2 separate regions of the Drosophila melanogaster genome follow, and region 2 is linked to region 1. The links are chromatin contacts, called in public Hi-C maps. All regions are on one chromosome and are shown on one strand. Each heading gives the region's core, a stretch centred on a gene start, on an enhancer-like site or on the middle of the called end of the contact. The rest is flanking DNA. Distances are from core to core; before and after follow the strand shown. Region 1 holds the start of Faa (Fumarylacetoacetase). Region 2 holds the start of shep (alan shepard).

Region 1 (3,138 bases), core at 266-2,765:
GCCGGCCCAACTTCTTCCGCTCGATTATCTCGTCGGCGGCGGTCAACGAGGCGGATGTGGACTTTATGCTGGACGAGATCCATCGCCTGGGCGACGACTTGTAAGGGGTTTCAGTCTAGTTTGGCTCGGCTCGTCTCGGTTCGGTTCGGCTTCGATTGGTAATGGTAGATCTCACACAACCAAGAAGTATCATTTAGGTAAAAGCATATCAGGAGACCGGCTGAAGAGCCCAGAGATCCGAGAGCCGGCGATTATGGGTATCCCGGTAATCATCAGAGTTCAATGTTGAATGTACATTTGTTTGTATCTATAACGTGTTGCTAGATGTTCCTTTACGATTTCTCATTCTGTTATCCGTTGACCGTTATTCGTTAAGCGTCGTTATCCGTTCGTCCCGGAGTTGGAAAAAAAAGTACTATGTATAATCGAGGCGTTTTACTTTTACGTTCGTTGGCAACTATATCTAAATCAATGGACGGCGAGAGGAGAATCCACAAGTTATATTTGAATATCTATATGTATACCGAAAAATAACGATAGAATTCAGAGCATAGAAGCCACCGCTCCACACACGCACCACCAAAACGAAAGACAGCCCCAGTCCCACACAAAAGTACTATGATGATATAATGATATATATGTATATGATATAGAAACTGTTGGAACGCTATCTTAACATATCAGGAGAAGATGAAGAGCCAGTTGAGGACCTTAGTTCAATTCGTTGATTTCACTTTGTTTGCAAACAGAGAATGTTTTCAAATATATCATATCTATAGCCATGCGCGTACCTTTATAAAAACAAGATCGAAAGAGACCTGTGCTTGTTAATTGTATAGACAAACCAAAGAGAGGGGATCTGTGCCGCAGAACCCATTTAGTCCATGTATCGAACTGTGCTATATATAGAGACGTGAATACGTATAATCGAATTAGTTGGAGTTTAGTTTCAACAAAATGGCTGACAAGTATATATGTATTGCCCGGAGTCAATTAAGCTCAATTACGAATGTTGGAAGATTCAGATTTTAGTTAAGTTTTAATCAGTTAGTTGTTCCAGAAAGGTTGGTAGTGAAATGTCCCTATATGAAAAGAACACAATCAGACATTACATTCTACCTGTGCACAAAACTCGTTTGTCAATTCCGCAAAAGTAAGAAAATAATGGCATAAAAACTACAATAAATTCAACAATTATAGTACTTTAAAGCGTGTTATCTAAGTTTATCCAGCACCACGCTCATTTTATGTATGTATAAATTAATGTATGTATATGTATTTGCAGATCCAAATCAATGCCAAACAAGAATTATTCCAACATCTATATAAATGCAAATGAATATATTATATATATGAATATATGAGTAAAATAAATAAAAGTAATCAAAGCGCAATTAAAATTTCTCTTCATTATGTCTAAGGCGCTCTTTACCTTTGGGGGCTTGGTTTTGCTAAGAGAGCCGAAAGATCTTGTGGTCTGAGCACCTATATAAGGCGGATCGTGAATAGAAAATCCCTCAGTTGTTATCTAGCTCACTCTGGCTCCGCGCACGCTTTTTCCGCTTCTCTGCTTCACTTTATTGATTCGCACCAACCTGCCCAAGTTTTCCACTTTGAGTGCTTTTAAAATGTCCCAGAGTTTTGTGCCAGTGCCAGAGAACAGCGATTTTCCGCTGGAAAATCTACCCTACGCTGTCTTCTCAACCGAAAACAATGTGAGTGATATCATACTGAAATCAAATCTTATATTTTTATGAGATTTTAGAACAATGGTCTCGCTGTTGTAAATGATAACTAAAGTGGTAAATGGCAAAGCAAATGTTCCTTTAACTCAGCCTGTTTTCCGTGTAATATTTTCAAGTTTTTCTTCAGTTTCATGTGACTTTGGATCGTTCCACATGTTCTAGAAATCAACTTTAGAACAGAAACCGCTTTGGGGCATAGCATTTGCATACATCATCCAAGACAAACTAGTTTGTTTACGAAAACAATATGCTAATCCAATCTTTAATACCCCAGCAACCAGGTTCTGATAAGGCCCCATATCATATATCGTATTTGTATATCGTAAATGGTGTTTTTCATCTTACCATCCGTAGAAAGTTCACCGTATTTGTGTGGCCATTGGAGAGCATGTCCTGGACCTGAAAGCTGTCTCGCAGTTGTTTCCTTTCCAAGTTCAGAAAAGCCTGCAGGCCGAAACTTTGAATGAGCTTATGGGATTGGACTTTGAAGCTTGGGATGTGGTAAGAAGCCAGACTCAAAAGCTATTGACGAAGGGTTCAGAATTGGACCACAATGTGGACTTGAAGGCGGTGTAAGTCGGATTTATTATAATAATTTATTATTCATAGTTAATAATTTATTTATTTATCAGTTCCATTGTGCCACAGTCTGAGATCAAGCTGCACCTGCCTGCACAGATTGGTGACTATACAGACTTTTACTCATCCATCCACCATGCCACCAATGTCGGCATTATGTTCCGTGGACCAGACAATGCTCTGATGCCCAACTGGCGCCATCTGCCGGTGGGCTATCATGGTCGTGCAAGTTCTGTGGTGGTTTCCGGTACTCCCATCCGTCGTCCTCTTGGTCAAACGTTTCCCGATGGAGCAGAGAAGCCCGTCTTTGGCGCCTGCAAGCTTCTGGATTTCGAACTAGAAATGGCTTTCTTTATCGGTGGTAAGGGAAATCAGCTGGGTGAACCCATACGCGTGGATGAGGCCTGGAAGAACGTGTTCGGTTTCACGCTGATGAACGACTGGAGTGCCAGGGATATTCAGAAGTGGGAATATGTGCCACTGGGCCCCTTCACCGCAAAGAATCTGGGAACCACCATCTCCCCTTGGGTAGTGCCCACAGCTGCCCTGAAGCCCTTCGTCTTGGACAACTTTCCTCAGGAACCGGAGGTGCTTCCCTATCTGCGCCAGAACATTCCCTTTAACTTTGATATCAACCTCGAGGTGTCTTTGAAACGTAAGTTGCCGCCTGTTAAAGATTTGTTACGTTAATTCACAAAATTTCCCCTTCTCAGCCGCCGATCAAAACGAAGCGCTTATTTCAAAGTCGAACTTCAAACACCTTTATTGGACTCCACTGCAGCAAATCGCTCATCACACAGTCACCGGTTGTAAT
Region 2 (3,138 bases), core at 316-2,815, 1.2 Mb before region 1:
TGCTTCATTTTTGTTGTATATTGTTTTTCTGCCGCTGCTGCTTTGGAAAATTTGCATATCTCGATAGTGTCAGTAAATTTGCATATTTAAGATAAATTTAAATTCCTTGCATGTTTTGTTGTATTAACATTTTTTTTTTGTTCCATCCAATTTCATTTCGAGTATTGTCCTTTCTGTCTGCTCCTGATGCTGCTTCTTGTTTGTTGGTCCTGGCCCATTCTTCAAATTTTGTCGTTGCTATTGCAAATTTATTGTTTGTAGGCTTATGGGGCGGTGGGAGTGGCAGTACAGGCTGTCTTCATATATGTATTTATACTTGGAGATGTTACAGTCGCGAGTCAAGTAATTAGATATAAAAGCTTAATTGTAAAAAAAAGTTGTTATCTATTGAAATGTATCAAGCTGGATAAAAATAAAATATATATATATATTTAAAATCAAAGTCGCCGTAAAAGTTTAAATGTTTATATTTTTTCGCCCGCTGCTGTCTGAGTGGTTGGGTTTTATGTGGGCAGTGGGCGTGGCAGTGCTTTACAATGCGTGGGAGTCGCTCTCATTTCGATTTTTTCAGTTTTAACCCCCTATCTGCTTATTTTTCGTTGTCGTCATCATGCATCATTTGTTTAGTCCCTTAGTCCTTTGTTATGTGCCAAAAGCTATGGGGCGGTGGGTGGTGGTTGGTGAAAAGCGGGCGGAAGGACGTGTGGTGTGTGTCGCCCTTTTATGCGACGCACTTGTTGAGAATATTAATTTTATTTAAATATTTCAAAATAACACACTAGATGCTGTTGCTGGCTTTACAGTTTTTGGTGCACACGTTTTTATTTTATTTTTTTTTTTATTTTGCGCCATTTGCGTAATGAACTGATATAATGGGATTGGGAAAACTGACAACCATGTGTATCAAATTTGAAAAAGGAAAGTTATATAAACTTAGCACTGAAAATAGGCTTTTAAAATGGTGATTTTAATTGGTTAAATCGGATCTTTATTTTTGATTAGTGACGAAATGTAATGACGAAAACTTTGTATGCAATGCATATTTTCGAATATTTACAATGTTATTTCGATTTTTTAATTAATAATCTTGAATTTTATTCCAGAAAATAAAAAAAATATAATGCATGAAATTAATAAAATTGTTATAAATAATACAGTAGAAACCCGAAAGAGTTTCGTTAAACAGCAAAGCGCAAGCTAATAAGAGGCAATAAGAAGAGAAATTTTCTAAGAGAGTACAATTTGAAGAGAAGAAATATATACAGTAGCGGAAAAAGGAGTATGTACACAGAATATATTTGCTACACGGCCACATATCCAACCCGAAGTTAAAGTTCTTGTGCTATTTTATTAAGACCTTTATTATTATGCTACTCGCCGCTGAAAATTCTTTTTTACACAATGTTTAAACTACATAGAGTAAAAGAAAATATTTAATATTATGAGTCGCACCTAGACTATTTTCCGCTACTGTAGATTGCTGTAAATTAAGCGAGAGAGCGAAGAGAGCATTGCCGGCAGAAAAGGAAGAAGAAGAAGCTCATACCATTGCCGATTGCTGTCGCGTTGCGCTTTCTTCGTTTTTTTCGGCTGCGCAAACTTATATTTTGTCGTTGTAATATTTTGCATAAATATATAAATTAAAACGCGTGACGGAACAACAAACAAATAACGAAGACAGCAAAATAAAAGGGCGAAAAATCGAAACGAAAACGAGTCGAATTACTTTCAAGTGCAAATAGTGTGCGTGGGCGTGAGATTGTGTGTGTGTGTTGTGTTTGTGCGACTGTGAGTGCGTGTGTTTGTGTGCAAAAAAAAAACAGAACGTGCAACAAGAAGCAAGAAGAAGAGCCATCAGCAGCTGACAAACCAGCAATAAAACGAAATTTCAATAAGTAAGCAACATTTAGGCAAAGCTAAAATCCAAAAGCAAATCGAACAAGAGGAAAAACTACCTTTGGAAGCCCCGCAAAGCAGACGTAACAATGGCAAAAGCAACAAATTTGCGGCTCTCAGCTAATTGAAAGCGAATGTTGTTGTTTTAGAGCAATGCACTCGATAAAAAATACATAAAGCAATGGCATAAAAATACAAAAATAAGAACGGCACAGCACAGCAGACGAAAAACAATAATACAACTGGGAAAAACGAAAAAGTCAAATGAGAGAAAGAGAGAGAGAGCAATAATTATTTAAATCTTATCGCAGTGCAAATTTATTTTTCACCTTTTGCTTTGCTCACTTGTTGTTTGCCGGTGCTCTTTCCACCCGCTCTTTGTTCTCTCTCTCTCTACTCTCTTTCTCTTGTGCACTGCGCTCTCCTTCTCTATTTTGCTGTCATTGTCCTTAAATAAGCAATAACAAAAAATAGCAACAACAACAAGTGCAATTGATAAAAAGCAATAGCGTAAAAACAATTGAATAATTTCCTCCGCATATCAATAAATTATTGTGTGTTCCTGTGTGTTTGTGGCTGTCTGGCGGCATATAAATAAATTTGCAAACCAAAAAAAATTGGCTGGCCTGTGCTGTGTGCTATTTTTAATGCCAAAATGCAAATGTTGCAACTGCCGCGCGGGAAAGAGACAGAAACAGTGCTAAAATAACTCGCTGAATGCTCCGTTGCAAGTAAAAAAAACAATTTAAGACGGGTGGTGCTAATAATAATCAACAAAGTTGCTAGTGAAATATTAATAACAAATTATAAGCACGGCAAAATAAGCTGAATATGGCACAGAATGCTAAAAAGAAGCAATAAAAATAGAGAGTGGGAGAGAGAAAGAAGAGTGCAGAGAACAGTGTTGCCGTGCGGCAGTCAGAGCAAACGGGTTGGGCTGTAAAAAAGTGGTAGAAAAATAGACGAAAAGTTTAATTAGCAGAAAAAATACTGACCTCATTTTATACATTAAAATATATAATCTTTGTTTTATTATTTAATAATAATAATGATTTAATTAATTACAAACAAACTGTCATAATTAATTTAGGTTGAGCAGTTGATCTGTATAAAAAATGGGGTCTAGTTAAGACTGTATCTCCAATTAATGCAAATGTTTATATCTGCAACGTCTTAAGATTATAGAATATTTACAATTATGACTCATTCTTTCTAATCTGCATTATCTCATTTACTCCCCTT

What was found. Hi-C and Micro-C count contacts between places; a contact is called where the count stands out from the background.
Region 2: a contact with region 1 is called in a Hi-C map of the Kc167 cell line, with 1.9 times the contacts expected there. The contact joins the promoter of shep here to the promoter of Faa in region 1. A contact is called at or near these places in 2 of 107 Hi-C or Micro-C datasets (the Kc167 cell line and embryo).

The regions. Positions count from the first base shown.
Region 1 is chr3L:4,072,331-4,075,468 of dm6, reverse strand. Faa (Fumarylacetoacetase) reads left to right here and starts at 1,515. Exons shown (of 4, transcript NM_080091.4): 1 at 1,515-1,715; 2 at 2,100-2,317; 3 at 2,378-2,979; 4 at 3,038-3,138. The coding sequence starts at 1,629. Gad1 (Glutamic acid decarboxylase 1) reads left to right here. Exons shown (of 8, transcript NM_168055.2): 8 at 1-1,392. The coding sequence ends at 104.
Region 2 is chr3L:5,276,371-5,279,508 of dm6, reverse strand. shep (alan shepard) reads left to right here and starts at 1,565. Exons shown (of 12, transcript NM_001259707.1): 1 at 1,565-1,895.